Regions from separate parts of the Hordeum vulgare genome. Here region 1 is linked to region 2. A link is a contact called in public Hi-C data. All regions are on one chromosome and are shown on one strand. Each heading gives the region's core, a stretch centred on a gene start, on an enhancer-like site or on the middle of the called end of the contact. The rest is flanking DNA. Distances are from core to core; before and after follow the strand shown.

Region 1 (3,346 bases), core at 597-3,096, 640 kb after region 2:
AAATCAATAAACGGAACTGCATGCATCGCGATCGCCTCCGAAGTTATCCTGACGGAGCCATCAAACCCATCCATGCATGCATGCACCCGGCCGGTCCGTGCGATGCCAAAGCTGCAGGCCAAACCAACGACACGCTTCCATCATCATCATCATCATCATCATTCATCAGCAGCATCCTCCTCCTCCGCGCGCGCCTACCGAGAAGGATATGCGAACATTTGTTAACCTTACGTACCCATGGCACTGGCGAGTGGGCCGCTCCCGCATCGCAGCCCCACCCGTCAGCGGCCGAGCGCGCGCACTAGAGGAGATGGCACAGTACAACGACCACCCGGGTCACGCGGATTGTTGATTGGTGATCCAAAGCTCCTGCGATCGTAGGTTACGTACGTACTCCTGTGGCGCACACACAGGCTGTCCCCTCGATCGGGGGGGCCCTGACACCTGATCCCGTGGTCCAAGTGAAGCAGCAAAGCGGAAAAGCATGCATGCATGCACAAGAACGTTTGTGCGCGCGCGCGCGCATTGATCGATCGCCTCATGTAGCCCGCCCGGTGCACGCACCAACGTTAACTAACCGTACGCACGCACGCACGCACGGCCGCTTGACTAGCCCGTTGGCTGTCCCGTTTCAAACCCATCAGATTCCTTCCTCGTAGCACATTCACACCAGCACACATGCATTTTCTGCATGCTTACAAAGCGGCTAGGTTGTAGTACTAGTTTCTCACCGTGTATTTGCCACACCCGCACTGCTAGACCTAAGGAGCACGCGCGCCCGGCCCAATCCGATGCCCCCTCCACGAAAGGAAACGCGCGGCGTGTGCGCGCCTCCTCACGAGCCTCCCCCCGCGGTGGCAACTTCACGGTGCGCGATAGATCCATGCCACCAAACAGAAGAAGCAAAGCAATTCCTTCCTTCCGCCGGCCACACGACGAAATGAATGAATGAATCTTTCCCACCGGAAGGCATGCCAATGCCCATGCGGCAATGCATACACACGCACGAACGCACGGATGGAACACGAACCCCACGCTCGTTCGTTCACACAGCAGCAGCGATGGTGTGCACCAATCATTATCCCGTTCCATTGGCTTCTGATCCGTCAATCCATCCGTCCATGGGTCCGCCGGTCCAGTCCACCCCGGGTCCCCGCGATCGTCCCTGTCCTCATGCGTCCACAGCGTACGTACGTACCAACCCCACCAACACACGCCTATCTCCGCGCGCCCCGAGGAAGATACGCCACAAAACCACCTTCTTTCCTCCTCCCAACCAACCAAACCCCTCGCCGCAAAACCCCAGCACCGCACGCTGCCACTCCGGGGCCACGGCTCTCCGACCCCACCGGTCAGCCACCCAACGCGCAGCAGCAGAAACCCTCCTCCTCCTCCTCCTCCTCTCTCTCTCCTCGACGAGCACCGCCCGGCCGGCCGCCCCCACAGCTCCGGCTCAGCAGCAGCGGCTGTCCCCTCCGCTCTGACACGGCAGCGGGGGCCCAGCGGAAGGCGATGATCGACAAAGCGGACCAAAGCGAGCCCCGCCCACCCCTACCCTACCCTACCCTACCCTACCCTAGCCATAGCTCATCCGGAGGACAGGAGGTCGATCGATGGTCCCACTCCCGCACACCCCGCCCGCCACCTTCGAGGCAGCTTCCGGGGGCCGGTGGTGGAGCGCCACGCGTCTCGACCGCGACGGGGTCTCCCGTTTCCGTTTCCGTGCTACGTCCCGCGCACGGCGCCCCGGGCATGTCAGGAACGGCAAAAAGCGTGGAGCTTTTAATGGGGGGAGGAGGGAGGGAGGTGTGGTGGGGCACGATAGCTGTGAGCAACGGGTGGGGTGGGTACCGGCTACCGAGACATGCTGTGCTAGAGAGACAGTCACAAGAGAGGGACAGGCAGGCAGGCAGGCAGACAGACCAGCGCAGGATAAGTGCTGCTTTTGCAGTCTGGGCTCGCCGTGCGCGGTGGGTGTGTGGGTGCCGGAGGAGAGGAGGAGCGCTCCGCTAGCACTGGTCTACATCTACATAAGAGAAGGGCGATCGAGCGGAGGCGCAGGGTGTCTGTTTGTGTGTGCGAGCGAGGGCCGGGGAGGGCGGTGAGGGGTTTCTCCACGAGCAGCGGAGCAGGCGCGGCGAGGGTTTCCACGATGCCGGCCGCGCGCATGGGAGAGGTGAGAGCGCGAGCGCCGCCTGCATTGCTGCGTGCGTGACCTGCGTGTTGCTGCTTTGTTTGCCCCCCCCTGCGTGTTCGATTCCATCCATTTCTTCGCGGTACGTACGTACGAGATGATTTCGGCCTTGCGGTTTTGGGTGGGGCTCGCCGATGACCTCCGCCGTCGGTGTTTTGCTTTGCATGGCCCGGCCGGCGAGGAGGCCGGCGTACTTCGTTTTCGTTGGTTCTGATGGGTCGCTTCGTTTTGGCTTCGGGGTTGGGTTGGGGTTTTCTCCTTGCCCCTGTTCCTTGGGGTTTTGGGAGGATTGGTCCGGGTGTTTCGCACGGATTTGATCCGGCCCCAGTTCTCTTCTCGCCGGGCTTGTGCGTCCTTCGTCCGACCATTCCGTGCATTTGCTCTGGTTTTGCTCATCAATCGTTTGCTTCATCGGGTGCTTAATTATGCTAGTTTCTTTCTTCTTAGTGCTGATTCCGATCCTGTGCGCTATTCTGTCCGTTTTCTAGCAGCCTCACGAGGGGAGAGCGAGTTCAGTTTCCGTCCGATTGCCCTGCATGCGCGTGTTCTACCGCCATTCGGCTCGATCGGGTGTTGCTTTGGGGTTTTCTATCCCACGAGTTCCAAGTTTTTACATCAGATTAGGAAACGCAAACGCGTGTGTTCTTCTTCCTCATGGTGGTGTCGTTTGATGAGGTCATCTAGTATATTCCTTCCGGCTTTGCTTGTCTTGGCTTTTCTTTTGGCCCGATTTGATTTGACGAGGCAGGCAGAGGCAGGCCCTTGCTGGTGCCGGTGGAGAGAGAGAGAACGAAGACGAGATTCCACGCTTCCGATCATAACCGGAAAGCTTTCCGTCCTCGGCGATCGCTTTGGACGTGGAGCAGACCCTTTTCCCAGCTTCGTTCTCGGGCGTCGTGTCGCCCCCGGCCCGTGATCGACCGACGTGACCAGTCCGCGTTTCCTCCATGATTCGAGCCAAGCGAGAGCCCGCTAGCTGCGCTTTCCCGACCGAGCTTTCGTCGCGCCTGCTTGTTCTTCTTTCCCTTGCGTGTCCCTCCCCGAGGCGATCCAGTTTCCAGTTTCGTGCCTGCGCTCTGGCCGGCTGCAGACCGCCACTCTTGTCATGATGCTAGTACCTTGGCTGCATTCTCCCATACTTCACTTTTGTCA
Region 2 (3,409 bases), core at 376-2,875:
GTATACCATAATCGATGATATGTATCTTCTTCTTCCCCAGGGAGGCATTATAGATTGTACTATTTGAGAATAGGAAAAACACCTTCTTGAAACAGATGGCTGCCATGTACAGCTGGTAAGCTTTGAGCATGTCCACAGCTGAGATGCGTGTTGCCATGAGCGACTGGTGTACGAGGCCACCTGTGCCCGCCATCCGCGCCTGCAGGCCCTCTGCAAAGCAATGCGCGAGGCGCTGAGTCCCATCGCCATCAGGGCGAGCATGCAGCTTGATCTGCTTCAGCAGCTCTGTAGCGCTCCGGCGGTCATCCGTGGCAACAGCCTGCGCGCAATGGATGAGCAGCGTGCGCAGGTCCACCACATCGGAACCACCACGCCGGCCCCTCCCCTTGCCGTTGCCCCCCTTCCCGCCGCCGCCATCATTCTTTGCCACCGCCTCCTGCATGGCGATCCGCAGGTTCTCCATCTGCACGATGCACATCTCGTCTGAGGGCATCAGCATCCTGTCGAACATCTCCCGTGCAGAGACGTCGTCTCCCAGCGCACTCTGCTTGCTGCTCCTGCCACCCTCCTGCTCCAGCTCGTCATCATGGTAGGGGTTCTTCCGACCTCGGCCGCCACCAGAGTTGGCCGAGACCGAATCCACCGCCTCCTCCTTTTTTACGCTGAGCACAGCCGGCGCCGACGCAGGAGCTGCGTGGCCATTGAATCCAGCAACGAGCTTGTCCTCCCTGGGCAGGAACTTGTTGCCCTCCTCGACGCCCTTGAAGAACTGGCCAGAGGAGGCCTCGAGGTCGATGACGAGCTTGTCCTGACTGGGCAGGAACTTGTTTGCCTCCTGCATCCCCTTGAGGAAGGCGGAGCTCATGAGGTCGGAGTTGGCGCCGCCGCCGAAGAAGGCGGCGGGATCGAGGTCGACGGGCTCGTACCGGAAGCGGTCGTAGGAGTCAACGGCGGCGGGCGTGGGGGGCAGCTGGGCGGCGGTGCCGACGGAGGCGTCGGAGGGGGAGCACGGGGAGACGGCGCGGTTGTTGCTGTCGTCGGAGGTGGAGTTGGAGGAGGGATCGGAGAGGATCTCGAGGAAGGGCTGCTGCGCCTCGAGGAGCGCGGGGTTGTCGGGGAAGTCGTAGAAGAACTTGTCGTCGATGTCCTCTTCCATGAGTATGCGGGAGATGAAGGGCAGCACGAGGTCCTCCGGCGTGGAGGAGGGGGAGTCGCCGCCGCCGCCGCCGCCGCCGGCGGCGGCGTCGTGGCCGTCAGGGGAGGGTTCTTGCTGCTCCTGCTCGTGGTGCGGGGTCGGGGGGAGGTCGAGGTAGGCGGAGGGCGAGCCGGGGATGAGGTCGGATAGGTAGAGGTTGAGGGAGGGGTCGCCGGAGCCGGGGGAGCCCGTGTCGGCGGGGAGGTAGGAGGGGAAATCCATGTCGTGGGGGAGGTAGGAGGAGGAGCCCATGGCGGCGGGGGAGGTGGGAGAGGGCAAGTTGGGGTTTTGGTGGTTTTGTAGAGGTTGGGAGCGGAAGGTTCTGCGAAGGAGCGGAGGGTGGGATCAGGGGGGATTGGCCACCGGAACTGAGAGAAGACGGGAGGGAGAAGGGGAATGGGGAGGTGAGGCGAGGGGATGAGGGAGAGGAAGAGAGGGAGGAGGGACACGCTGGTGGACGGAATATTCTGATGTTTCTGCGGCGGCCGGCATTGTGGGCTGTGGGCTGTGGGCTGGGCTGTGGTCGGGTTAGGTTCGGCCCGGCATCGGTCCGGTCAAGAAGAGGTCGTCTCCTTCTTTTTTAAAGGCAACATCAATTCTCATTAACTATAACGGTGCGAGTGCAAATCATCCTCAACACAAGCTGCCACTTGGGCAGGAACAAGGCTCTCCCACTCCTCAAAGTGGTTAATTTCATACATACGACCAATGCTAGCTAGCTGATGCGCAGCGAAGTTTGCCTTTCGGCGACACACCGTTATCTTATGCTTGGAGAACCAAATCTCCAGTTGGTATTTTAGGTCTTCAATCACCGCTGCATACGCCGACGCATCCACTCGAGCAAGGTCCATAGCTTCCATAAGCAGCATGCTATCAGTCTTGAAGATAACTTTCACCAAGCCTAGATCAGCACCTAGTGATATTGCATGTGAGAGGGCATAAACCTCAGCAGCGAATGCATTTTGTACATGATCCTGCCGACCCGCGCGCGCAGCGATTACTTCTCCGGTAGCATCACGAGCAACAACGCCCCATCCCGAGTTGTCCTGCCCCGGGATGAATGAGCCATCTGCGTTAATCTTTATCATATCACCTGGAGGCGGTCTCCACCGAGTGGGGCACTTCCCGGGTTTTGGCGCACTGAATATTTGCATATATTCCAACACATTAGCCCTGGATCTCCTTGCCACCTCCTCGGCAGGCTCCGGCAACTCCCCTTCCCTGAGTTTGTTTCGGTTGGACCACCAGAGCCACCAGAACGTGAGGATGTGCATGCGTTTTATCTCACTCAAGTTCCATATGTAGTCTAAGGCACGATACACCGATGGAATTTCTTGCAGATCCCTCCTTTCCTTCTCCAGCTCCAACGCCCTCCAGACCACCTTAGCATATTTGCATTTGATCAAGAGATGTCCTCCATCTTCCTCGGCCCTCCCACGGAAGAGGCACTTAGTGTCCTCCACTGGAATGCCCCTCTTCTTGAGGTTCGAGCAGAGTGCCAGAGACCCATGCTTCAACCTCCAGGCGAACATCTGAATGTTTCTCGGGCCTGGTAGCTTCCACATCCTCGTCCAAGAGTCGTTCGAGCCTAGGCTTATAATTGTTGCTGCTGAGCTAGAACCCACTTCTCCTTGTTACCGAGGTTTGATGAGCTTTACTTGCAATTTGTATGCGCTTTTCACAGAATGTGCTCCCTTGCTATCATACTGTCAGGCCACAAAGTCCGGCACACCCTCTCTTAGCGGGATTCACTGGATATACCGGGCATCATCAGTCCAGAAAGTCTCCCGAACAAGTCGCTTGTCCTAGGTCCCTGAAGCCGGATCGATAAGGTCGCTGACGTACTCCAGTAGGTTTCCCCGCCGAGGCGTAATCACTCGTATCGACCACGGTCTCAGAATCCAAGGGTCCCGCCAAATGCTGACACTCTCGCCATCGCCAATGCGCCAAATGTAGCCCTCCTTGATTAGCTCCAGCCCATGCAACAGACTTCGCCATGAGTAGGAGATGCCCGATTTTGGGGCCGCTTCAAGCACATGTGTATTGGGGAAGTACCTAGCCTTTTGAACCCTAGCACACAGCGACTCGGGGAACTGAATCAGCCTCCAAATCTGTCTAGACAGCATCGCCTTATTGAAAATTTCCATATCCCGAAACCCTAGTCCTCCTAGATGTTTTGGTTTTTTTAATTTTTCCCAGTTGATCAAGTGTATA

What was found. Hi-C and Micro-C count contacts between places; a contact is called where the count stands out from the background.
Region 1: a Hi-C map of leaf shows a contact between it and region 2, with 2.9 times the contacts expected there. The contact joins the promoter of LOC123397871 here to the promoter of LOC123452224 in region 2. A contact is called at or near these places in 2 of 6 Hi-C or Micro-C datasets (leaf and seedling) and 1 of 1 datasets of contacts at active chromatin or transcription factors (embryo).

Annotation. Positions count from the first base shown.
Region 1 is chr5H:88,017,064-88,020,409 of MorexV3_pseudomolecules_assembly, forward strand. It overlaps LOC123397871, which reads left to right and starts at 1,847. Exons shown (of 14, transcript XM_045092392.1): 1 at 1,847-2,176. The coding sequence starts at 2,153.
Region 2 is chr5H:87,372,880-87,376,288 of MorexV3_pseudomolecules_assembly, forward strand. It overlaps LOC123452224 (scarecrow-like protein 34), which reads right to left and starts at 1,626. Exons shown (of 2, transcript XM_045128839.1): 1 at 1-1,626. The coding sequence starts at 1,447.